Regions from separate parts of the Mus musculus genome. Here region 1 is linked to region 2. Evidence: chromatin contacts called from public promoter capture Hi-C data. All regions are on one chromosome and are shown on one strand. Each heading gives the region's core, a stretch centred on a gene start, on an enhancer-like site or on the middle of the called end of the contact. The rest is flanking DNA. Distances are from core to core; before and after follow the strand shown. Region 1 holds the start of Cracr2a (calcium release activated channel regulator 2A). Region 2 holds the start of Parp11 (poly (ADP-ribose) polymerase family, member 11).

The links. Capture Hi-C pulls out chosen DNA fragments and counts their contacts.
Region 1: a contact with region 2 is called in a promoter capture Hi-C map of liver. The contact joins the promoter of Cracr2a here to the promoter of Parp11 in region 2. A contact is called at or near these places in 15 of 39 promoter capture datasets (the 3T3-L1 cell line, 3T3-L1-derived adipocytes, the HPC-7 cell line and 11 more), 8 of 484 Hi-C or Micro-C datasets (CD4 T cells, CD8 T cells, double positive thymocytes and 5 more), 5 of 115 datasets of contacts at active chromatin or transcription factors (CD8 T cells, bone marrow-derived macrophages, embryonic stem cells and 1 more) and 4 of 9 other capture datasets (adipose tissue, liver, macrophages and 1 more).

The regions. Positions count from the first base shown.
Region 1 is chr6:127,559,284-127,564,400 of GRCm38.p6, reverse strand. It overlaps Cracr2a (calcium release activated channel regulator 2A), which reads right to left and starts at 3,065. Exons shown (of 19, transcript NM_001368877.1): 1 at 2,980-3,065.
Region 2 is chr6:127,450,960-127,455,735 of GRCm38.p6, reverse strand. Parp11 (poly (ADP-ribose) polymerase family, member 11) reads right to left here and starts at 2,109. Exons shown (of 9, transcript NM_181402.4): 1 at 1,914-2,109.

The DNA of each region.
Region 1 (5,117 bases), core at 1,816-4,315, 110 kb before region 2:
ACATGTGTTTGTGAGGTGTATGTATGTTGTGGTATGTGTGTGTATGTAGTGTGTGTATGTATTTTGTGGTATATGTAAGTATATGATGTGGCAGGGGCGTGTGGTATGTGTGTGGGGTGTGTGTGTGTGTGTATGTGATGTTTGTAAACTGAAGAAAAGAGATCGCTGGCTGGAAGTGGTCTGCCTGGTGCTGGAAGCTATTTGCATACTACCCCAGGGCTGTGAGGGGCATGTCTACAGGCTGCTCTCTAGCACAGTAGTCTTCGTGTGGAGGAGGAGAAGGCAAACGCTGGGTGTTGGAAACCTCAGGGTCTAGACCCACTTCTGTCAGTCACTGACAACTGACCAAAGACTGTGATTTTCTAAATTTATCCTTTCCCTATCTGTCCTCCCAACACCCGATGTTGTAGCCCTGTGGCTGTTCTGCTCCTCCCGCAGCGACTCGTGATATTCTGCAACTATACATTTAGCCTTTTATGGGGAGACATTGGAGGGACCGGGATCTGGGAAACTATGATAAATAGAAGTGATTCTCCCTCAAGGAACCCCTGTGCATTGCAGTCACTCTGTGTGGGAGGAAAGCAAGGGGTGCTTGGGAACCCAGAGACTAGTGCAGGGTCACTGGAGGCTACCTGGCACCCTCACCCCTGCCAAGCTTCTCCCAGCCACCTGGCCAGTGTCCCAGCAGCCTGTAAGCTCAAGCCCCCTCCAAAGAGCAAGCTAAGCAAGTGTCACAAGGGCCCACAAAGTTCCTGTCCCAAAGCTGGGCTTTCCACGGGCTGAGGTGACAAATAACAAGTCTCTCAGCTCTCAGCGCCCACATACCTGATTCTGGACCCAGGCTCTCTAGAGACCAAGCACGGAAGCCAGATTTCTCTTTCTCTCTTTCTCTCTCTCTCTCCCCCCCTCCCTCTCCCTCTCCCCCTTCTCCCTCTCCCTCCCTCTCCCTCCTCCCTCTCTCTCCATTTAAGCATTCCACAGCATGTGCATGGACAGAGGACAAATTTCAGTAGTGAGTTCTCTCCTTCCACCATGTGGCTTCCAGAATGGAGTTCAGGTCACCAGACACAACAGACATCACACGCCTTCGCCTGTGGGGCCATCTCACAAGCTCTTCCCTCCTCCTCTTAAGTCCTGACACTTGGTTACTGACTTATATAGTCACTGGAGGTCTTAGATCCCTGTCCCCCACATAATTGCTGTGTGAACTTGGAAAAGCCACCTAACCTTTCTGACTCTAGGTTCTTCCTCTACAGTATGGGGTCAATAATGATCACAGAGGAATTACTGTTGTAATTATTAAACGTGGCTCTAGAATCCGCAACTACAACTGTCACCCACCCACCTACCAAGCTCTTTGTACAGCATCTCTGGTGCCACCCCTCACTCTGCATTCCACCCAGCCCTGCTCAAGCGTACACAGTCACCTTCCCAGGTCTCTTGCAGCCTCGAGCATGGGTGGCTTCCACCTCTGTCACAGATGTTGTAGGCTTCTGAGCCCCGTTCCAACAGAAGCCATCATGGTACCCCAGGACTGACCCTAATGCTCAGACTCCCTGGTCAAACATTCAAGGCCCTCTTGCCCTCTGCCCCAGGCACTGCCCCTTAATGCATCGAGCCTGCCATTACATCCCCTGGTTCTTCAGCACAACTTCAAGAGGTGTCCCTCCAAGAGCATCCACACTTAGCTTCTTCCTCAAGATCTGAAGGCCACATCTGGCTTGTCATGCCTGCCCCGCTCCTTCCAGAAGGAACAGCACCACCTCCTCCAGACCCCCCGAGCATCGCAGTGTAATATTTCAGAAAAGCCAAGGGACCTCTGGGTCACACCTCTTTATTTTTTAATTTCTTTTTTTTTTTTTTTAGCATCCCCAGACAAAACATTGTAGGGTAGCTTTCATAGACGACTATTATCCATAAGGACATGCATATTCATTCCTCCTAAAGAGGGCCATGAACCTGACCCCTCAAACTGAACTCTGACTTTGTGTGGACACACTGTCCTGGCTGCACACCCCTTTGCCTGCATCACTGATAACACTACTTCTTATGTACCAGCTTCTTCCAGAAATAAGGGACTCACCACCTTATGCGATGTGCCAATCAGGTTCTACCTCTTGGCCTGTCACCTTTGTAGACAGCCACTCATTGACACTTTCTGCCTTCTGAAGTCAAAGGCTAATACAGTAGGGATCCCTGGTTTCCTCCACAGAGGCAAACTGGGCAGGTTCCCTTTAGGGGTTGTGTGGTTAGTGGGAAGACGTGTGGATTGTGAGACTTTCCTGAAATCAAGGGTAGACATCACTGTGCTCTGGTACACAATTATGTGGTACACACGTATGTGCTTACACACAATACACACGCGCACACACACACACACACACACACACACACACACACACACACCACATCTGGGACAGATACAGCACAAGGTCATTGAGTCATACAGCCAGATCACAGGACAAATGGGGATCAGGAGGAAGCTACACCCCAGGATCCCTCCACCTCATCTCTCCCTCTGCTCTGGGAAGTTTTTGGTCTTTTTTTTTTTTTTTTTTTTTTTTTTTAACTGTCTCTCTGAGTTTATTTCCCTGTGAGGTAGCAATTCTTACCCCTGTGCTGGGCCCACGTGCCAGCGGCTCCCAGCAGCTCCCCCTGCTGTCCAGCAGTGTGAATTTCTAGTCACTTCACCAATAAAGTCTTAGTTTCCTCTGTAAAACAGTCTGGGTGTGACTGAAGGGTCCGAGGGGATGGGGGCTCTTTCTAAACCCTGGTGCTCCTAAGCTTTTATAGTCCCTTTTAGGGTGCAGGGCAGAGGGCCTAACCAGGCCTGGGGAAGCCAAGGCTGGGATGCTTGTCCCAGGGTGCATGCAGTCCAGGCCAGCCTCTCCTTGTGTTTTGCTGGTCTGCAGGAAGTGCGTTCTCTGCTGCCCAGCAGAGGGTTTGGGGCGAAGCCTCCCAAGACCTTCCTCCGATTACCTGCAGGGGCGTCCAGTGCGGCTGTCCGAGTTGTCCCCCTGCCTTCTGACTCGCAGCTGTCAGGAATTCGCCGGCCAGCCGGATCTGGTCCGCTGTCCCCGCCTCCGGCTGCATGGCTGGTCCAGCCCCAGCAGCGCCCCACTGCGCGCGCTCCAGGATCTACACCATACCGTGGTGTCCCAGCTTAGCGAAGCAACTTGTGACTGACTACTAAAGCCTGCAGTCTGGGTGGCGAGGGCGGGGCCGTCGCTGACTGGAGCCCAAGACTTCCTGTGCCCCCTCTTTGCTGGTCTTTGCCTTAGAGGACCCTTGCTCAATGAGCCAAGGGAGTCTGTCTCCAGAGCCTCTCTTTGCACTAAAAGCCAGGCACCAGTCTGGGCTTTGTGGACCTGCTAGAGAGAACTCATTCACCCTGAAAAACCGGCTTCAGCTGCTCTCTTTGCACTTAGAAACCAAGGGGATTTTGTTCTTGATGCTTGTCTGATCTTATGTATTCTAGGGTGGGCAGGAATGCGTGCTCAATTAAAGTCCATGCAACACGTGCCTTTAAACAAAGTATTCAATAAATCTTCAAAAACTTCCATGCTTGAAGATAGCCCTTCAGCCGAGTCCACTGCTCCCTACCAAGCTGTAAGCTCATCTTCCAGTTTCGCCACTCGACCCTCAAACATACAGCTCTGCACCAAAGCTGCTACCTGTTGCAAATACCAGGTGCCTTTTCTGGCTGCTAAGACCTCTATCTTTACCCAGAATTCCCCTCTTTCTTCTTTTCCCGTTGGAAACCTACCCATCCAGGCTCCATGAAATATCAGTTTAGGGACCTTTCCCCAAACACTGCCCCTCAGCAGAAGGTCTGTCCTCCTCTGGCAAGTTTATCTATTAGCCATCGCCCCCATACACACACACCCTACACACATAGAAACACACTCTAAACCCAGATCACAAAGAGACACCCACACTCATTGGTACCAATTACTACAATGTATCCTTTCTGCTTGCAGCCGGCCAGTGGCTAGTTCACCATCCCACCCCACCGCAGGAGCCTCAGAAGGGGCCAATATCCTCTCATTCCTTCCCTCAGCGTCTCCTCCTCTGTGCCCTGGTTTTCCCTTCTCAGTCCTGGAGAAGGCTTGCTTGTGTCAGCCCCCAGAGTTGGAATGGAACAAGATGACACATAAGCTTGAGACCCAGCCAGCTAGGTAGCAAATCTGGGTCTCTAGGATGTGTCAGATGGATCGCTCACCTTTCTCAATCAGCTAAACTAAGAAAAGAGGCATTTTCATCACCACCGCCCAAGACAAGGAGGGACGGCAGGACTCATCTTGATGCAAAGCCACTTCATCTCCGTTCTACAGAGGAGAAAACGGAGACCAGAGACACCAAGTCAGAGGCACCTAAGGTCATGGCCATGGTCATTCTCATAACTACTGCCTCTTCCTTCTCAGGCTCCAGCTGGCTTCCATGCCTACAACCACCTCATGGGATGGCAGTCATTTGCCTCTCACTGCTTCATGAGCTATTAATCAGTTAATTGGTCAAGGTATTAGCAGTCAAGAGCCCAGACTGAAGCCCACAGATGTGAGCTCTATCTTGGCAGCTACAGCCTTGGCAAGTTATTGAACCTCTTGTCAGTGCATGGCTAAGGATTCTTGTGTCATAGAAGTTCTAACCCTAGACCTAAGGCTCGGGAAACATCACAGAGGGAAGGGGGGGGGGCATTGTAAGATCCAGAAGACCAGAGTGTCTGCTGCAAGATAGTGTCTTCTATATTTGACAGGGATCTGCACCTATGAAATCTTAACACTAACACTATAGTCACCCAAACAAGACTGCACAATGACATCAATTGATCCCAACACGGAAGTGGGAAATCTCACAAGGCCCCAAGGCAATGAATGGCTGTGGAGATAAAGAAAATGAGACTTCTTCAAGGACAAAGTTATCCACCTGTTAGGTTATCCAACACCAAGTGGTCAGCCCTAAACACACAAACATGTAAGCAACAATAACTGAACGCAGCAGGTCATATTTATATGCACATTGGTGTGTATGGGTGTGTGCATGTATACAACATCAAAGAAGAGGAGGTCATAGCATTGGGAGGGGGCTTGGGGGACATGAAAAGAGTTGGGGGAGGA
Region 2 (4,776 bases), core at 860-3,359:
TGGGGGCTGGAGAGACAGTTCCATGGTTAAGGTCTTCCAGAAGACCAGGGTTTGAGTCCCACCACCCACATGGCAGCTAACTCCAATGCCAGGGAATGTAATGCCCTCTTCTGGCATCCGAGGGCACTGCATGGATGTGGTACCCAAACATACAGGCAATCAAAACACCCATAAACATATGAGATATTTTTTTCAAAAACTAAGCTGTGTTTATTGACAACATTCTGGTGCTCACAGGAGAAGAAAAGGTAAACAATCAAGGCCAAAACCAAAATAAAGAAAAACAATACCAACAGAACTCAGCCATATGAGGATGGGCCAGAGCACAGAAAACACAAGGCTGTGTGTTCATTAGTAATAACAAAAGTCAGCTTGCTTAGCAAAACTTAAAAGTCTTACCTATGATTTCACAGAAGAGTGCTCCCTCCCACCCCCCCTTTTTTTCCCCAAGAAAATGGTTTTTATAATAAACCAAACACATGAAACCCTCACTAGATCCTTTGTAATTCTCACCAGGGTATAAATGGCCCAACAATACAGATAGAAGTGTGATCCTGAAGGAAAGAGGTACAGAGTGAGCACAGAACCCTTAGTGCATTCCTGTGCCAGTCACTGTCAAGAATTCAACAAGCATTTCTTGTGCAACAGGAGCTGTTCTCTAGTTGAACACACAACTCAGAGGATTTGAAGTACGTGACCTTGAACAGAATATATACACTGCTGACGTATGTTGTGGGGAAATCAACACAAAGGGGCGGGGCGGCTGGTAAAAACCAACTCCATATTGACATGTAAGAGATGGATACTGATGACACTTAATAGTTAACAGTGAACAGCGTGTATGTATGAACAGCTATCCCAATTTTGCTAAAATCACATCCAAACGTATACTTTCCTCTGCCCTGATCTGATGACAGTATTAGTGTATGAATCAAAACTATCTGGTAACTGTCATGATGGAATGGGATGGAATGGAACTACAATGTGGACTGAATCCCAATTCATGGGCTCATTTCTAATCAGGTACTAACTTTCAGACGTGGGAAAATTTACTGATAGACTTAACTGATAATACACTTAAGTAGGAAGTAGGTTACTGGTTTTGTGAGGGAAAGCAAAAGGGTTACTTCAAGTATTGACTTAGAGGGTTATTGAAGTCAAATTAATGGTTAGCTCAGCTTCTGAGGTAGTTTCACAAACTAAGTCCACAAATTTCTTGAAATGCGATTCTGCCCATCGACCCCGAAGTTTTAAGTTCAGCGTACATTTTTCTCACTATTACATTCCCATAACAAGATCTGAATACTCTTGACAAATAGATCTGAATCCTCATTCATGGCGGGTAGGAGTTTGAATGAACGAACGAATGAATGAACGAACGAACCAATGAATGAAAGCAAGTATTAAAAAAAAATGCCTGCAGACATAAGACCTACTGAAGGCAAACAAAGGATTCCAGATCATTGTTCTAACCACGGAAAGAAAACATTTAAGAACGTCATCCCCTGAAACTCATATAGAGGATCCTCCATGCTCTGTAGCTCCAAAAAGAAGGAGCAACGAGGGTGCGGGGGTCGAAAGGAACTAGCAGGTTCGAAAGCCAGTAACTTCAACTGGAAAGCAGAATACAAAATATAAAATGAGGGAAAAAAGCGAAGACAGAGAAGCCCCCGGAAGTAAAATCAACAATCGGGAAAGGAAAGCAACAGCGTAGAAGCGGCCACCGAACGCTCCCACGGCTCAAAGCTGCGAGTCCACGGCCCGCAGGAGGCCCCCGCGAAGCGGGACAGCCACGACCCCGGAACGCAAACCCCCAGCCTGAGGCACCGCGGGGGCGAGTTCCCGGGAACGCCTCCCCGCCCTTCTCAGGCAACCCCGCCCACTGGGCCCGCCCCGTCCCGCCGGCTACTCACCGGATTCGCTTCCCACATAACGGTGCGAAATCGAGCGGAGAGAGCCTGGGGGAGGGGCTAGCCGTGGGGTCGATATGGTGGGCTTTTTCCGAGGGTCCCCAGGAGCGAAAGGACCGAAAGGCACCCTTTACGGAAGCCTTCCTTCTCCCCCTCCCCGTCACAAGCTGGCGTCTTCGGACCATCGAACCTCCCGACTTCCGCCTGGATCCAGCCAATCAGTGGCGGTCCCGCCCACCGCAAACTCGCTCCGCCTCTATGGCGCCCTTGGAACTTCCGCGCGTGCTGTCGCGGGCCGCCTTTACCTGTGTGGTAAAGCTGTTTGAAGCCGGCCATCATACCCACCACGTGATCGTCAAGCGTGGCAGGCTGCGTTTCCTCCATGCAGAACCTACGTTTATTAAAGATCACCTTATACCGAGTTTAGTGGCCAACCAAGTACTAGGCCTGAGAAGCACAACTCGACCAATGGCTTAAAGGTTAAAGCTTCAAACCTCTTTGTTGTTTGCAACATCCTCGAATTGGAGGTGATGATAGTTCTACCTGAGGGTGTAAATGAGCTTGCTGAAATCAGGTGCTTAGGTGTTTGCAATCTAGAAAATAATAAATAAATAAAGGGAGCTATTGGCCACGTGTCACTGGGCTTGGACGTGAACACTGACCAATATGTTGTCCCTGTCCTCGTGGATTTTAGAATCGACAGAAGAAAGCAAAAAGTAATTTGGAAACGCAAGAATGTAAAAACGTGAAATTTTAGACAGCATGGCAAATATGGAGGTTTCCAAGCAGGTTTACCTGAGTGCCTTGAATGCTAAGGCCTCAAATAGGTTCTTACACCGGTCACAAAAGAGGTACGATGGAAGAATATTCTTAAAGGCAAAGAAGTAGTGTGAGACTATAGGTGTATTTTTAAAAATAGGTCAAAGAATGACCACAGATTCAGAACCTGATTGTTTTTTACATTTTAATATATTTTTCCATTCCCATGTGTATGAATCTATTTCTTCAGACTATAGCATTCCATAGTTTACATGTTACACACATATCTTAAATAATCTACTGTGAGAGACACAAGTTACTATGTAACAAAAATTACTATAATCACTATTTTTGTTCAGACATTCATTAACCTCTTTGGAACGAATTCTTAGAAATGATACTGTTCAATAAGAAATTCTAAAAATTGTTGCCAAATGGTTAACCAGTTGCCCAAATACTTATTGCATAGCATAATTATTTTTTCTTACTACTTTGAAGTACATTTGCTAAATTTGCATGCATATGCATATATACATATATTCCTGAATATTCTTATCTGCTAATCCTCTGCTTATTCCTATGCTTTGCCATGCTATTATAATGTATAGATTCCTAATGTACTTGCTCTTTGATAAGAAATATCTCCTAATTTTCTTTTTCAGTTTTTTTCAAAATAATGAGTTCTCATCCAGAACACACTTCTTCCTGTATTTCAGGCCATGTGTCGGGAGTCGGGCTGGGCTGGGTATATGAACCCAGAACCTCACACATGCTAAACACCTCTTCCACCACTGAGTTATGCCCCTCCTGCCTAGGTCTCTGATATCTTTAAGTACATTAAAGCTATTTTTACAACAACCTTTATGTGTTTGATTTGGCTATTTTATAGGTTTTTTTTTTTCCAAGTGAAACAGTTTTCATTGCTCTAATTTAGGAAAGCTGTTGACTTTTGTAAACTTACCGTGTCATATCACCTTGCTAACTCTTAAGGCTTCAAAGAAAATGAAGTATAACTCTCAACCCTCAAAAGATTTTGTCCTAACTTCCCTGGTTAACTTGCCTTGTCGAGACCCACTCGGCCTTGAAAAGGACTAGCCCACAGTTGCTTCAATTGCTACTGCTCCCTTCTCAAGGCTAGCTAGCATCATCCTGATACTACAGCTTATTAAAAGTAATCAGGATCTATTCGTGTAGCTCAAGGTCATCTCAAATGTTCCATCACCCAAAGGCTGAGATTACGGTCATGTGCCATCACACCCAGTATAAAATTTAATCATAAGTAAAAGATAAATTAAACTAAGAAAGTCTTATAAAACTAACACACTATGACAAGTATAGTTAATTTCAGGAGTGTAAGGGCAGATAGAAGAATAGTAAATCTTTTCATGTCATTCGTCATATTGATGACCCAGCTTGAAACAGATACAGCAATGAAATAGAAGAAGCAACTGATAGCATTTAAAAGCCTTTCATATATGAAACTAGGGATAGAAAGAAACCGATTTACAAATAATAGTGTATTTAAAGAGTGTTGAGAATCACCTAGAGACCCTTCTTACTGCATTTAAGACTGAATGAATATTATCTTGTTCTATACTTTCTCAAAATTTCCTAAAGTTTTAGAACATCTTATTTGCAGGCAACATTATTGTATGATTAAAGTGCACAGATCGGCTCTCCTTCTCACTGGACCTGCCTGGGCCCTTTCAGGTGTTTGGAGTTGAAAGTCAGGATGACTTACATCTTACTTTGCTAAAGAATGAAATGAATCTTAGACTCTCTAAAATATTCCTAAATAGTTTCTAATATATTCTAAAATAAAATAATATGACTTCATTACCGTCTTCCAGTTTCTGAGGTGGTAGGGGGTGCTAATCATTGGGGTTCACTCTCTCACAGCTTTCCCAGGAACCACCTTCTATGTATAAAGTGTGTGCAGTGTCCTTCTAATGTAGTAGCACACCACCCAGCAGGGGAACACCTCTCTGTTTCATTGGACTGTGGGCCCAGAGCCAGAGCGCTGGCAACCGTGTGCGGATCACATGGTTCTAAAGAAGACTAGATTGGTTTTTTCTCTCTCTCAGGGTCCAGTGTTTATGAAGATATC